Regions from separate parts of the Sus scrofa genome. Here region 2 is linked to region 1. A link is a contact called in public HiChIP or PLAC-seq data. All regions are on one chromosome and are shown on one strand. Each heading gives the region's core, a stretch centred on a gene start, on an enhancer-like site or on the middle of the called end of the contact. The rest is flanking DNA. Distances are from core to core; before and after follow the strand shown.

Evidence for each region. HiChIP or PLAC-seq counts read pairs in DNA pulled down with a chosen protein or histone mark.
Region 2: a contact with region 1 is called in an H3K27ac HiChIP or PLAC-seq map of alveolar macrophages, with 5 times the contacts expected there. The contact joins the enhancer-like site here to the promoter of ACTL6A in region 1. A contact is called at or near these places in 21 of 47 Hi-C or Micro-C datasets (adipocytes, alveolar macrophages, blood and 13 more) and 1 of 2 datasets of contacts at active chromatin or transcription factors (alveolar macrophages).

What each region holds. Positions count from the first base shown.
Region 1 is chr13:117,596,810-117,599,814 of Sscrofa11.1, reverse strand. It overlaps ACTL6A (actin-like protein 6A), which reads right to left and starts at 1,400. Exons shown (of 14, transcript XM_003132545.5): 1 at 1,178-1,400. The coding sequence starts at 1,202.
Region 2 is chr13:117,496,410-117,499,414 of Sscrofa11.1, reverse strand. The region is part of intron 1 of GNB4 (guanine nucleotide-binding protein subunit beta-4); the gene reads left to right. Among named protein-coding and RNA genes, the nearest start is that of GNB4, 15 kb to the left of the region's middle. Within about 2 kb of position 1,469, at least 4 of the 83 cell types and tissues checked have an H3K27ac peak or open chromatin away from gene starts, as enhancers often do. A contact at or near this core is called in alveolar macrophages, where this site is marked.

The DNA of each region.
Region 1 (3,005 bases), core at 151-2,650:
TGAGAAATTAAAACTAAGAACATATACAGGGAAGGAGGGGGTGAGGGTCAGTGTGTCACCTGAGACTCAAGCTTCATTTCAAAACTACTAAGAACTTTAAAAACCTTATTTTCATATCCTACCTATAAAACCTCTTCAGAAACAATATCCTTACTAAACACAACAACAAGACCAACATTTTGGGTTAGGAAATCATATAACTCAGTGCTTCACCTAGGTATCTTGCAAAAAAACGGAGGCTCTAATTCAGTATTTTCTAAAGAGCTTACAAGTGAAGCTGATGCTATTGATCTTTGGCTCATACTTTGAGTAGCAAGTGTAGCATTACCCCCCCTTAACCTTCACAATCATCCCAATGGGTAGGAATTTTCATTCCACAAACGAATCGTCTGAAGTTGGGAAAAGTTAAACAACTTGCCCAAGGCAAAGAGTTTAATAAAAAGTGAGGCTGATATTACAACCCAGGTGGATGTAAGCCCCAGCCCGCGGAAATCTTTCACTATACCGCGCACCCCACTCATTCTTAAATTACCCATATCTCTATACTAACCCTGAGCAGACCCGCCCACGAATAACTCTGGAGAATCCACAGTCAACATATATGCAGGAGTTATTGAAAGGTGAGGCAGCATGAGTGCGGAGCGCGGACGGAGAGGAGGCTGCGTCCGGAGTGGCCGCCACTCCTCCAATCAGTTCCAACCCTCGCGGCTCGCTTTGCCATCTCCCCGACGCCGCGAAAACCCGCGGTCCACACTAGCTAACTGCCGGGACCTCCCAAGTTTAAACACGCAAGCACGCACACCCCAACAGAGCCGACTGCCTGAGAAGAGCCCCTGAGCCGGCCAATCCAGTCGCGGCTCGCCGGGCCGGGCCCCCGAGGGGAGCTGTCCGCCCAGCCCCGGGGCGGCGTGCACCCCCAAAAACCGGTTCCCCGGCGGGCGGAAACTGGAAGAGGCCCCAGGGGGCGGCGACTCCGGGCGCCCGGGGCGATCGTGGAGCCGGGTGGGCTCCGGGGGCGGGCAAAGCGCGGGGCGGGGATGGGGCGGGGAGGCCGGGGTCCCGAGAGGGGGAGACCGGAAGGGCCGCCGGGGAGGGGAGGGGAGGGGAGGGCTGGGGGCGGCGGTTACGAACCCCACACGCTAAAAAGGCGCGCTCTCGAGCAGCCGCACTCACTCACCTCCCCCGTACACCCCGCCGCTCATGGCTGCTGTTGACGCGACTCCTACGCTAAAGGACACCAGGCGAAGCGACCGCAACCGCCGCGACTACAGATCCGGAGACGCTCTAGCCCCCGACCCTCTTAACTTCCACCGCCACCCCCCTCAGGCAACAAAGCGGCGTCCACACACCCCGGAGCGCAGTCACACTTGCTGGCTCCCCTTAGCAGCCAATCACAAGAGGCCCGGCTATATTTCAACCAATAAGAACGAGGCTCTGCCGCGCTCCCCGTCGCGGCACAGCCAGTTTAGCCAATTGAAAACAGCCATGGGGGCGGGGAGAATGGAAAGCGACGGAAGGAGAGGAGTTGAGTTGCGGAACTGGGGGGGGCGGAGCTTCCCGAAAGGGCCCGAGAGTGGGGCGGAGGGAGCGGGAGAGGGAGGAGGCAGGCTGTCGGCAAGAGTATGGGGCCGGACCAGGGGGTGAGGCTGCGCGTGGAGGAGCGGTGGGAATCCGGCAAATCCAGATAAACCTCTAGAAGGGGGTCTGGAATCCTCTCCATGCGATAGTTCCGACGGCTTTGGATATTGGTGAATGAAGAATTTTTTTAAAGCTATTTTCAACGAATTTATGTTGAAAATATTAACGTGCCATGCGCCAGTTTGGGGTAGGGAGAATCTGTAAATCGGACAAACCGATAGGACCGTGAAGTTTTTTAAATGGTTATGAATAGTTGAAAGAAGGGAATGATACAGTATCCCGCTAAATTTAGGTAGCACTTTACAAGTTGTTTTTCAAAGTGTCATAAATTTCTTTTATCCTCTGAGCCAGGTGTAAAGCAATATAGTCAATCCTCCTCCAAGCGATCACCTAATCCTAAATACATCTCCAACCTGTCTATTTCTACTGGTACAGATCACCGTTGTCGCTCCTCTGGATTACTACAATAACTTGTCGCCTTGCCCTTTTAGCCATTTTGCAGGCGGCTTGATTTATGAAAATACCCAAAGCATGGTCATGTCGCTCCAGCTAAAATTCTTAAGATCAGTTGTATGTCTTCATGGTTCTTGGTCTGCCTAGAGTCTAGACATATAGGTACCTCTTATCTTAAGAACAGTTGAATAAAGCCGCATCAGTCTCAGTGCCAGCAGCAAGGCTGAAAGTGATAGTAGGGTGGGGAACAAGGTTAGGGAGAAAACCCTTCCCTATTTACTTAGTGTAATGGCAGTATACCTGATCATTTAGAAATTCCCGTTTACCCAATGAGACAATGCAGAAGTCAGCAAACTATGGCCCCAGGGCCAAATCCAGACTACTTTGTTTTTGTGTGGCTGTTGAGCTATTAATGACTGTTCCAGTTAAAAAAAAATTAATAATTTTAAGAAAAATATTTCGTGACGTGAAAATTATGTAAAATTCACATTTATCTAATGATAAGCTGTTTTACTGGAATATGTTTGTGGCTGCTTTTTTGTCTGAAGGGCAGTGTTGAGTTTTAGTACAGAGGCCATAGCTGGAGGCTATATTTACTATTGGATCACTTATAGGGAGAGTTTCCTGACCCCAGTGACAATGCATGTAACACATCTAACACATCTAGTACCATGCACAAAGTACTCTGGGTTAACTGTGGCCCCATGATTACAGTTCTCACTGCAGATACATACATACATACTGTAAATAAAATTCTGTCTCCACTCTGTTTTTATGTTGTGTTTAATAAAGCCGATGAGTTATAAAATAAGATATATGGAATTCTTGTCGTGGCTCAGCAGAAATGAACCTGACTAGTATTCATGAGGGTGCAGGTTCAAGCCCTGGCTTCGCTCAGTGGGTTAAGGATCTGG
Region 2 (3,005 bases), core at 220-2,719, 100 kb after region 1:
TCTTTAGAGAATCCTGGTCTATAAGTAAGAATATAAATAAGGTAGGGATGGTTTAGGTCCTCTCCCAGCAAACTTCTCCCCTTTGGAGTCAGGGAGGAAGCCCCACTGCCTCTCAAGTTGCTGCAGAGAGAAAGCAGTGGTTACATTGCAGGCGAATTGAGATACTGAGGCCATGAACAGAGTTATTTTTGGTAATAATTTTATTTTCCTTTGCTGTGTAAAGTATTATTGTATTATGTCTATTGATCCATCAACAGTTGTGAATATTGGCCTGAGTAGTGTTTATGATTATAGCTTCTTCATATATTTCCCTTACCAGCCCACATTAAATCTGACTTAAAATTCCAAGGACATTTGGTTAATGTGTGTTATTTAATCCCTAAAATAATCACTTGCAGTAGACGTTAGTTTCTCTAATGTATGGCTGAGGATATTGAGACTCAGAAGTTAAACAGGTTCTGGGATCACACAATAAGTATAGTCATATTCCTAGTTTGTTAGGTTGTATGAACTTGGGTAAGGTTCACGACCTTTATAAAGTGTTTCCTCATCTGAAAAATAAGGATGATATTAGCACTTATCATTTGAGGTTGTTAAATGAGTTATTGTGAAGAGTTGTGAGCATTCTTACATAGTAAGTGCTCAGTAAATGTCATCTCTTGATAGGCTAAATACATGAGTGTCTTTTAATTTCACAGGTCATCCAGGTAACCCTTCTCTTATGTATTACAGGTCAAGAATCTTACCCACAATTTGGAGATTCAAAATACTTTGAAACTGCAGGTTTCTTCATATATCATTTAGAGCAAAACTTTCTGTGATTTGAACTCATTTGGTGCCACATCCTGACTTGAACTAACATGAAACTGTTGCTAGTGTATTTTTTCCCCACCTAGTTGTGACTATGCTTATTATGTTTGGCTGCAGAAGTACTCCTGGATTATGTGGCTACTGCCCTAGAGTCCAGTTGGGGTTTTATGAAATATGTGATAAATTCACCTTTTTAAAGTCTGTAAACTCCCAAATTCTGAAATGCAGGCCCTTCAGGCTTAGGGTGATAGATTATAGACCTATGTGAATATGCATGTAAATGTCTGTTTTTCTTCAGACTGTAAACTCCTGGAGAACTGGGCCTCTGTCTAATTCATGTGTAACCCCGTTCTTGGCATGTACTAGGCTTTCAGTAAATGTTTGGTGGGAGAATGAACTATACCAGAACATACTAGAAGGTGAAGGGCAACAGACTTGAGAGCAGCACCTTATTTTTTTTTTCCTGGAACACAGACAAAACAGACTCCCTTCAGTTCACAAGAGGCTGTATTGCGTTATTTTTGGAACACTTAAAAATGTTCAGTGTAATGAGAAATTTGGTAGCAAAATAAAAAAGCAAAACTAAATGCCTGTACTGCAGTGTCAGCATCTCTAACTTCTCTTTTCCGCTTATCCACTTGCCCCATACAGCTCTAGATTTTTGGCTAACTTCTTGAGAAAGAAAGCCATGTAGGGGGGTTGCCATCGTGGCTCAGTGATAACGTACCCAACTAGTATCCAAGAGGATGCGGGTTTGATCCCTGGTCTCGATCATTGGGTTAAGGATCCAGCGTTGCCATGAGCTGTGGTGTAGGTGGCAGATGCAGCTCAGATCTGGTGTTGCTGTGTCTGTGGTGTAGGCTGGCAGCTACAGCTCTGATTGGACCCCTAGCCTGGGAATTTCCTCATGCCACAGGTATGGCCCTAAAAAGACCAAAAAAAAGGGAGGGGGAGGGAGAGAGGAAGGAAGGGAGGGAGGGAAGGAAGGAAAGAAGGAAGGAGGGAAGGCCACATGGGACTATCTGTAATTAGAAGACTATTTGGGGTGGGTAAGCAAGTGTGTTTTTAAATTCCTTGGTGAGAATGATCATGAAAGCTTTAATACCATAACTGATTCATTATGGGTTCAGAGTTTTTAATAAAATTTTTTTTTAAAAATCATAGGAATTATAAATCAGGATTGCAAAGAGAAAAACAATTAGAGAATTTAATTATAGCAAACTTAAAATTAACTTTTTTGAGGAATAGACTTCTAATAAGCAAAAGTAGTTTATGCTTAAATTTTTAAAGTATAGTTTAAAATATTCTTTCACGTCTTAAATGAGTTTTCATGATCCATATGAAAATTATTAGTAGCTATTAGTACTTCTATGTCTTTGTCTCCTGTAGATTAAAACAGCTATTCACTAACACAGCATATAATTGTACAACTGCATAATGCCTTGCTTTAGTAAACTAGGGACATTTTAAGAAGTGGAAAGACAAGGCTGTTTGAATTGTGCAACTGTATTTTTTTCCATTTTATTTAATTAATTGGCTTGAGTACAATGGCTCATTGGTATTTTTTGATATTTCTAACTGGTACAGCTGAACTTTTAAAAAGATAACTAATATGCTGCTTTCTGCTCAACTAACAATGCTTTTACTATATGATCAAGCTATTTAAAATGTGTTAAATGAATCAAATATTCATATTAAAAAACTTAGTCAAGAATTTATAGTAATTGAAAGAGCACTGTGCTTATATCAAACTAATTTCTGCTAAGTTATTAGCTTAAAATTGCTTTAGCTAGTAATTTCAGTACCACTTCAGTGATTGTGATAAACAGCTCCAATTTGATCTTAAGTAAAAATCATTATTGGTGAAATTCCTTGACTATTACGCTGTACCCTTCTGATGATTTTTTTTTTAATAAGTTTTTTTATTTTCCCACTGTACAGCAAGGGGGTCAGGTTATCCTTACATGTATACATTACAATTACATTTTTTCCCCCCACCCTTTCTTCTGTTGCAACATGAGTATCTAGACAAAGTTCTCAATGCTATTCAGCAGGATCTCCTTGTAAATCTATTCTAGGTTGTGTCTGATAACCCCAAGCTCCCGATCCCTCCCACTCCCTCCCCCTCCCATCAGGCAGCCACAAGTCTCTTCTCCAAGTCCATGATTTTCTTTTCTGAGGAGATGTTCATTTGT